2 separate regions of the Bos taurus genome follow, and region 2 is linked to region 1. The links are chromatin contacts, called in public Hi-C maps. All regions are on one chromosome and are shown on one strand. The core of a region is the stretch at or near the end of the contact, and the rest is flanking DNA. Distances in the headings are between cores, read along the strand shown. Region 1 holds the start of SCGB1A1 (secretoglobin family 1A member 1). Region 2 holds the start of BSCL2 (BSCL2 lipid droplet biogenesis associated, seipin).

Region 1 (4,504 bases), core at 1,500-3,999:
ATTTAAAGATGTCTCAGACGCTGCCCAGACGCTCTCCCCCTGCAGGTCTCACCTGCTCAAAGAAGACCACCCCATCCCCCTACAAAGCAGTCTCCCTCTCCTTTTCCACCATGGTGTCCACTTCATTCTCCCCAGTGCTTAGCACATCGTGAGTGTCTCATTTGCTTCACCATCTGCTTGTTGTCTGTCCTCCCACCAGAGTGAAGCTCCACGTTGGCCCCCGATGACCTGGGCCCGCTCAGTTTATGCTTGCTTCCCTGCCGTGGGTTAATACTGTCCTGACGGCAGATGCTGAGGTGGAGTTTGGGGTACGAGATTATTACTAGGGACCAATAACTGTGAAGGGAAGCAAGCGGAAGCTGGGCTGGGCCGCAGGGGAAGCTGGCCTGCAGGCCGTGCGGGCCTGGCAAAGGCTGGGCCAGCCAGGCGGGTGGTCCGGAGTAAGGACTACCTGCAGGAGCTGTCCAACGTGGCACCGACGTGCCCTCCTTGTTTGCACCCCAGGGAGGGTGTGACCTTGGGCTCAGCAGCTCCCTGCAGCTGGGGCAGACCCCCAGGGGCTGGATAGACCCCCAGGGACTGGCCACTGGCTGCTCCTGACCTCACTCCTCGCAGCTCGGCGGCAAGTTCATCTTGAAGGGGCTCCTGGCAGGGCTGCTCCATGTCTCTGCCAACTCCCAACTCCTAGCACAGTGCCTGGAACACAGCAGATGCTCGGCACTTAATGAATGAATGAATGAACATTTGATCGAATTCTGAAATACAGATAGGGTTTGGAGAAGACAAGGCAGATGTGTGTTCCAGGCAAGAAGCACAGCTTGTACGAAGGTAAAAAGGCATGGAGAAAAACAAGGACTATTCCCAAATCAGCATGTACTAAGACAGTTCAATTTCCATGCAGGAGTGTTGTATGAAATGAGAGAAGGTTAGCACTCCCCTTGACAAGGATCGAAGAGGCTCTCCGGCCTGACCACACGCATACGGTTAAGGCATGGCCACCAACTTCGTGGCAGCTAACCACTTTTTTCAAAGTGGGGCTCTGTAATAACCTAGAGGGGTGGGGATGGGTGAGAGGTAGGAGGGAGATCCAAGAGGGAGGGGATATATGTACACCTATGGTTAATTCATGTTGATGTATGACAGAAATCAAACCAATACTGTAAAGTATTGATCAATCAAGTAAAAATAAATTTAAAACAGAAACTTAAGTGAAAATTAAATGAAGTTTAGGATAGTGATGTGGAGACTTTATAAATTATGTAAAATTAAATTTTCTAGTAGTTTGGAGAAGACAATGGCAACCCACTCCAGTACTCTTGCCTGGAAAATCCCATGGATGGAGGAGCCTGGTAGGCTGCAATCCATGGGGTCGCTAAGAGTCGGACACAACTGAGCGACTTCACTTTCACTTTTCACTTTCATGCATTGGAGAAGGAAATGGCAACCCACTTCAGTGTTCTCGCCTGGAGAATCCCAGGGACAGAGGAGCCTGGTGGGCTGCCGTCTATGGGGTCGCACAGAGTTGGACACGACTGAAGTGACCTAGCAGCAGCAGCAGCAGCAGTTTGATAAGTAAACTGAAAAGTCCACAATTCTGTTATCGAATTTATTCTGGGAAAAAAAAGAAAAAAGATTCCACGCAGAAGAGCAGAGGAATGAGATTCAAATGGTAAGCAAGGGCCAGTGGACAAGGGCCTCATAAGTTGCACTTGAATTTTATCGCATCCGCCCAAGGCAGCTTTAAAAGTGTTTCAAGAAGGAGGAGGATACGATAAGCAGACTTTAAACAGATCATTCTAGTGGCCTTTCCCAGGATGGCCAAGGAGGAAGAGCCAGGAGGCAGAAGGTCATTTAGGAGGTGACTCTGAGTCGGGGAGGCCTGTGTTCTAAGGCACAGGCTTTGGAGAAGAAAGGAGGCTGCCACTGACATGGTGTCAGAAGGGGCCACGGTCACAGCCTGGAGCCACCAACACAGGAGCTCGGTCAATAAAGAATCAACATTCAAAGAACAAGGATGGCCAGGGAGGAAAACAGGAAAGCAGAGAGTCGTGGGAGCACAGGAGAGAGAACAATCCAAGAAGGAAATGGTGAGAGGTTAAGGCCATGAAGAGGTCAAGTGCTATGAGGCCTGAAGCGCCCATGGATTTGTCATCAGGAAGGCAGGACTCCAGACCCGGCTGGCACAGTGCGTCCTCCAACCCGACCTGGGCATTAGGTTTCTGGAGAACTTAATCTGTCAACGTGCTTCAGTCCAGGGTCTCGCCCAAGTCTGACCACAAGACACTCTGGACCGCATGACTCCAGAGGCTTGAAGTCCAGCCACTTCCTTGGAGCAGAGCCCGTTGGAGTATCAGGAAACCCCAGTCTTAGTCCTGTCACCGCCACTGGTACGGGGCCTTGGGCCTCAGTTTCTCCTGGGACGATAGGATCAGGCGGGCTCTGCTGTCTGTCCATCTGCACTGCCCAGCACTCAGGTCCGAAGGGAGAAGCAAAGGCGGCCAGCTCTCCAAAACCTATGACTCAGGCACTCTCACTGCCTCCACGTTAGACTCTGGTTCCCCTCGCCCAGGTGGCCCATTGTGTGAGCTCTGTTTCACTGGGGACAGAAACTGGGTTGAGAAACGAGAATATTTACTTTTTCCACCGAGCTGATGCCCAAGTAAACAATGTGATCCCGTAAGTGGATCCCATGCCCTGCCCTCCCCACTGCAAGAGAGTATAAGAAGGTATCCCAGTGGGCACATCACCCATGAGACCAGATCCAGAGACAGGGCCAGAGCCTCCCCCACCAGCCTCCTGCCCACCATGAAGCTCACCATCGCCATCGTCCTGGTCACCCTGACTCTCTTCTGCAGACCTGGTAAGTATCCAGAGTCCTCCACCCCAAGCCAGCCTCAGCAACTCTCCCAGCACTGCCCAGGAGAGGGGGCAGCTGTCCATGTTCTCTGTGTGGCTGCTGGGAGAGCCTGGGAATACTGACTTCCAGCCAGGAAGCTGGGTCTGGCAAACAAGCCCATCTTAGGAATTTAGGCAGAGCCCTGAGGCTGTGATGAAACATGTAAAAGACCCCATCTTCCATATCCAACAACCTCAGAAGTGCAGAGATGGAGAAGATCCCACCTAGACACAGTGACCAGCAGAACAGGAGTAACTAACAAGCTCCCCAAAGCCCAGGACTGGACAGACCCCGAGATGCCAAGAGACCTCCAGGTTTGAGGTCAACACATCACCCTGCTAGCCAAAGGGGCTGGAAGGAGCCTCATGGCTTCCAAAGAAACCCAACCCCAGGCAAGGTCTCCCATTCTGGGCAGAGAAGAATATTCTAGATAGGGTTCTTCCCTTTGGAAACTGCCAACTCAGAATGGAGATTTCTAAACATTTTTTTGTCCTCTGCAAAAAGGATTAGGAGTCTCTGAAGAGTTGCAGCTGTCATGAAGAGGAGAGTGATGGGGCAGGGGATGTGGATCCATCTTCCTCGAAGCCCCTGATCTTTTGGGAACTGGGTTACTTGGCTGCTTTTTACTCCCTATCTGTCTCTTCTACTCCTACAACAACAACAAAAAAATGTAAACACATTCCAACTCCTTCACTTTCAAAGTTCCCTAAGAAAAAGAGAGAGAAGTTTTATGACCTTGGGGAGTGGCGGGGGAGTTGGGAAACAGAGACCAAGAGGCAGCAGGAACAAGTACGGTGCAGAGATGCCTGTTTTAAAGGGGAAGTAACATCATTTGGACTGAAATGTACGTTAATTAGAAGATCTTAGCGCCAGGTGCAGCCCACCAAGACAGGGTGAAATACGTAGGTGGTGGGTCTGGGATGTGTTTGTATGTCCGTGTGTGTGCACATATAATACCGGTAATAAGCTCTAAGGTTTATCTGTGCCCATCCCTGTGCTGAATCTCGTTCACATATTATCTCTTTCCATTCTTACAACAACTCTGTGAAGTGGGGACATTATCCCCCATTTTTCAGATGAGAAAACTGAGCTACAGAAAGATAAAGTAACTTGCCTGATGACACAGTAAGTTGCAAAACAGGGATCTAAGTTCTGGAGAGGGTCTGACTTGGAGTGACCACTTTGGGTGGAACCTCGGAGTTCAGGAAAGGGAGTTTGCACACAAGGTGACGAAGTCAAGGACAGGGATTTAAGACTCAATGGGAAGACAGGGCAAACAGAGAGCTGGGCATGGTGATTCTCCCCATGATCCCGGGATTGTTGTTGTTTAGTTGCTAAGTCGTATCTGACTCTTTGCAATCCTATAGACTGTAGCCCTCAGGCTCCTCTGTCCAGGGGATTTCCCAAGCAAGAATACTAGAGTGGGTTGCCATTTCCTTCTCCAGGGGATCTTCCAGACCCAAGGATCGAACCTGCAATCTCCTGCATTGCAGGCAGATTCTTTACCACTAAGCTACCTGGGAAGCCCCATGATCCTGGGGGCAGGGACCTAAAAAGAGAGCATGAAAGGGGGCGCCCTCAGATGAAAGGAACATGGGGGTGGGACTA
Region 2 (4,459 bases), core at 1,150-3,649, 220 kb after region 1:
GGAGAAAATTTGGCAGGATCTGTAAAATGGGAAGGAACTGAGGACTCAGATAAGTAGGACTCTCGGAGTTTATGAACCCAGACACCTTGTTGTTTTCATAAGCTCTGTTGCAGCAGACAAATAGGAGTGGGAAGAAGTAATGTGAAAGGCAAATACCGCTTTCCTCATATCTTCTTTACTGAAGGCCAGATTAGTTCTGAGATGACTTGAGAGGTTGGGTTAGCTCAAAAGTCTACAGTAGCCCTGAGAGAGATCTGATCCAGCCTAAATTGAACTGACCCTCATAGTGACAGTCTAGGAGAGGGCTTTTTTTGTTTTTTTAAACCAGATTTCAGTTAACCAGAGACAGGACTAGGACCCTAGAGCCCTACCAGCCCAGACCTGCCCCAACCTTGGGCTATAAATCAATACAAGTGCACTAGGCTCAAGTGTCCTCGTCTGTAAGTAAGAGGGTTGTCCTCAACAAGTGCCAACGGTGCTCGCAGCAATTCTCTCACAGGATTCCTCTACTTCGATAGAAGACCCTTCTCACCTGTAGTGGAAATGCACGGGGCTGAGGTGGCTGACTGTCGGCATATAGGAATAGTAGAAGGAGCCATAGAGGAAGACAGACACCCAGAGCAGGAGGAGGATGGTACAGAAGAACACTCCAAACTGCAGTAGCAGCTTGCGGGCACGGCCTGCCATGACGTGGCCCATCTCCTGGGCCCACAGTAAGGCAGGTACTGGTGGGTCATTGACCATGACGGGGAGTGCAGGGGGTCTGGCCCCGGGTTCAGGCTTTGGGTTCCTAGGTGCTTTGCCACCTGGACGCCACTCCTGGCCATGGGACGAAGCAGCTGGTGGTTCCTGGAAAAAGACCGAGAAGGGGAAAGAATGGCTCGTTTCACGCGGGAGGTGAAGACAAAAAGGACACACTGACCAGAAAGCCTTTGAGGAACCAGAGACAGCAAGACATAGCAAAGCCTTTGTTTTATATGGCTTTTCTCCAACTGATTGTGTTTCTCAGCCAATTATCCCTTCCCTTCCTCCACCGAGCTTTCTCACCACCCCCCTGTGCTAGAGTTCCTCAGTTGAACCCATCCTCGGGTCACCTGATTCTAGGACAGGCCACTTTGATGGTCATTCATAGAAACATATTACATACAGAGGATGAACGCCTTAAAATTCTTCTAAGGCGGACTTATGCACACGATTCCACACTGCGAGGTGGCTGCACGGATAGTTCGCGACCTGCCTAAGGTCGCACAGCTGGACTCAAAGCCAGCAACCTCACCGCAGCCACTATTGCTTCCCAAGTTGCTTCTCTCCTCCTCGAGCTGCGCTCGCTCCCAGACAAGACCGCGCCAGGCAGGGTGTCCTGCGGCCAACGGCCGCTCCCCGCCAGACCCCTCCGGTTCGGTGACGGGCACGGCGCCCGGAGTCCCCACGCAACCGCACCACCATAGAAACCATCCAGCCCGCAGCCGCGGCTCCGCAGACTCACCAGCCACGCGCGCTGCCAGGGCAACGGCGAGAAGGCTCTTCCGCCTCCCAGGGAAGTCCCGCCCCCTTCCGCCGGCCGCCTCTGTAGCGCAGGGGAGCGGGGTTCGTCCGGGGCGGGGCCCAGCGCAGGGGGCGGGGCCTTCTAGGAGGCCAGGTTCCCACCTCCAAGCGCCGGCTCTCTCCCTCCCCGTGGTCCGTTGCCCCCTCCCCTTTTGGTAACCAAAACCAAAGCGGATAGGCATCTCCCTCTAGGCTACAAGATATGCTCCAGGAAATGCTATGAGTCAGCAGCATCCCTCCCAGCCAGCCCCTTGAGGCCGCAATCGCGGCACTCCGCCTACACCTTCATTATCATTTAACCCCAAAATGGGGGAGAAGCGGGCGTCTAACAGGCGCTGATTTTTATTGCGCACATCTCCTTGGGCTTCCAAGGCAGAGAGCATTCACCCCGAGAACGTTGCAATCTGCAGGTACCTGGGAATTTTGCGTGATGCCCCGGCGGGCTGGCTGGCACCTGCTGACAAGAGTGGTAGCATTTCAGGCCCGTGACTTGTCTCCAGCTTTAAAGACGCGTCATCGACCTCCTGCGACCCTAACCAGACTTTTTCTCTGAGTTCCCACAGCGCATTATCTAGACTAGGTCTTGGTGGGTGGCTCTTTCTATTTTGTATGTGTCTATTCACCCTAAACAAGATTCCTCGGAGGGTAGGGTCAGTGTTGCGCACATCTTTGCACTCCCCACAGCACCACGCACAACGCTGCAGACGTAAGAGGCAATCTCTCAAACCAACACACACACACACACACACACACACACACACACACGCATCCAGTAAGCCCATCTATTTCCAGAAACACCCACCGACTCTCCCCTACCTCTTCTTTGTCGGATTCTTTGATCTGGTCTCTGCATGCCTCTTTTTCCCCAGCTTCTTCTCTTTGGTCTGCCATTTCTTCAGACATCCTTCTGATGGACCTTGCTGCCCTTGGATTTTCCACTTGTAGCTAGAACGTTAAGTGGTGATCTAGAAGCTGAAACCTGTAGCTCATCACATTTTCCTGGATATGGGGAATGGAGGGTCCCTGGAAGAGAAACGAAGATTCAGGTGCTAAATGCTGTGTCAGAGTAGAGGGAGGAGGGATGGAGGGGGCGACTGGCCAGCTGATGTCAGAATTTCAAATGAGCAGGGTCTCACGCAGTCTGTACTGACTTCACTGCAGGGGCTGTCACAGGTCCAGACCACCCCATTTGAGGGGGGTGTCTGCCTGGGGCTCAGCTACTTCCAGCTCCTTTGGGGAGGGCTCTAGCCCAGACTCTGGATGCCTGCTATGGGGAAGGGCAGGCAGTGAGACAGTAACAGTGGGGGTGTGCACAGGGGCTGCAGGCAGCAGCCAGGCTCCCCCACTGGCCAGACAGTTGGTATATGCCAGGATCTGAGCTGCTCCTTCTAGCATCCTTCATCCTTCAGGTATCAGCTAGTGCTGGAGCTGCAGAAACAGGGACCAGCCCTCCACTGGCCTCTGACCTGACCCTCTCCAGTGGCCTTCTCTGTATTAGCTGCCTCTGCTGCTGCGTCAGATACTCTCAGCTGCAACTCCCTGCAAGGTGGGGGCACCCATCTCAGGCAGAAGGTTTTGGTGCACCCCACTGATCAGATTCCCCAGGACTGTCGCTGCCTGTGGCCTCAGGTGAGTAAGGAGCATCCGGCTTTTCTCCCTTTGGGGCTCAAGGGGGCAGGTGGGGGTTATGTGCCCTCCTCATTAGGGCGGGGCTCTTTATAGTTGTGGTTTTCAGAGCTGGGAACACATAGCTTGAGGGCTGTAAAGCCTGCAGTCATCCATATGTTTAATGATCTGAAGCCCAGCCCTTGTACGAGTTTGGGAGCATCTCACTTCACTTCTCTATTTCCTTAGCTGAGGAACTGGGAGATGGGAAAGGCCAGGGAGGTTGGGGATAAGAGAGGAGTAAAATATTAGGGCATATGACCCAGCCTTGCAATGGTTGATGAGGCGTAATGGGGGAAGGGACCTTCAGCTGAGATTGTGCAGGGCCCTCTAGCACGCTCTGAGCTGTCTCTTTCCTCCAGGATGAAAGGGGAGACCCCTGTGAACAGCACTATGAGTATTGGGCAAGCCCGCAAGATGGTGGAACAGCTTAAGATTGAAGCCAGCTTGTGCCGGATAAAGGTGGGTGGGGCCCTGGATCCCATTAGTTGGAAGGCTGTACCTAGGTACCCAAACCTGAGGCTAAGAGAGGCTTTCTTTCACTGACTCCTTAAGATCATGGAAGGAGTCTTGGCGTCTGTAAGGAAAGCTGGCTCCAGGTCTCTGTGGGTGCTGAGGGAAGACTGTCTTACGAAGTCCTAAAGATCGCAAAAGATAATCTGTTTGGGGAAGGAGGCTGCAGCCCCCTTCGGGATTTCTGGCTAACAATTCCCCTCCTGGCTGTGCCCCAGGTGTCCAAGGCAGCAGCAGACCTGATGACTTACTGTGATGCCCACGCCTGTGAGGATCCCCTCATCACCCCTGTGCCCACTTCGGAGAACCCCTTCCGGGAGAAGAAATTCTTCTGTGCTCTCCTCTGAGCTGCCCTGTTCCTCTTCACAACTCTTCACCTTTCCCTCTCCCGGGCCCTTCCTTATTTATGTCAGTAACTGTCGTGAGCCCCCGAGGATTCCTGCATCCCACCCCTAGCCCTTGCCCAACCCTGTGAGGTTATCTGAAGCCCAAGCCCTCCCTCACCTGTCTGCTGATTCCATTTCCTTGCCCACTGTGGCAGACCCAAAGCAGCCTGTGACTCGGGGCACCCGTAGCTCCACCCACAGAAGGGCTGTCAGACTCTGTCAGCGTCCCGCCGGCTTCCCTCTGTGACCTGCTCAGACAATGGAGAGAGGGATGGGCTGGGTGCTTGCTCTCAGTCTCACCTTGAAGCTATTGGGAGGCTAAAGCCATGTGAAGAATAAAGTCATCCCGA

Evidence for each region. Hi-C and Micro-C count contacts between places; a contact is called where the count stands out from the background.
Region 2: a contact with region 1 is called in a Hi-C map of skin fibroblasts, with 3 times the contacts expected there. The contact joins the promoter of BSCL2 here to the promoter of SCGB1A1 in region 1. A contact is called at or near these places in 2 of 11 Hi-C or Micro-C datasets (skin fibroblasts and an unstated tissue).

Annotation. Positions count from the first base shown.
Region 1 is chr29:40,800,033-40,804,536 of ARS-UCD2.0, forward strand. SCGB1A1 (secretoglobin family 1A member 1) reads left to right here and starts at 2,750. Exons shown (of 3, transcript NM_001076976.3): 1 at 2,750-2,860. The coding sequence starts at 2,806. LOC112444974 (U6atac minor spliceosomal RNA) reads left to right here and starts at 904; the gene lies at 904-1,029. It also overlaps a transcript of CSKMT not described here.
Region 2 is chr29:41,023,107-41,027,565 of ARS-UCD2.0, forward strand. It overlaps BSCL2 (BSCL2 lipid droplet biogenesis associated, seipin), which reads right to left and starts at 2,400. Exons shown (of 11, transcript NM_001015589.1): 1 at 2,362-2,400; 2 at 533-849. The coding sequence starts at 744. GNG3 (G protein subunit gamma 3) reads left to right here and starts at 1,849. Exons shown (of 4, transcript NM_174073.2): 1 at 1,849-1,955; 2 at 2,955-3,174; 3 at 3,573-3,672; 4 at 3,942-4,459. The coding sequence starts at 3,574. The coding sequence ends at 4,070.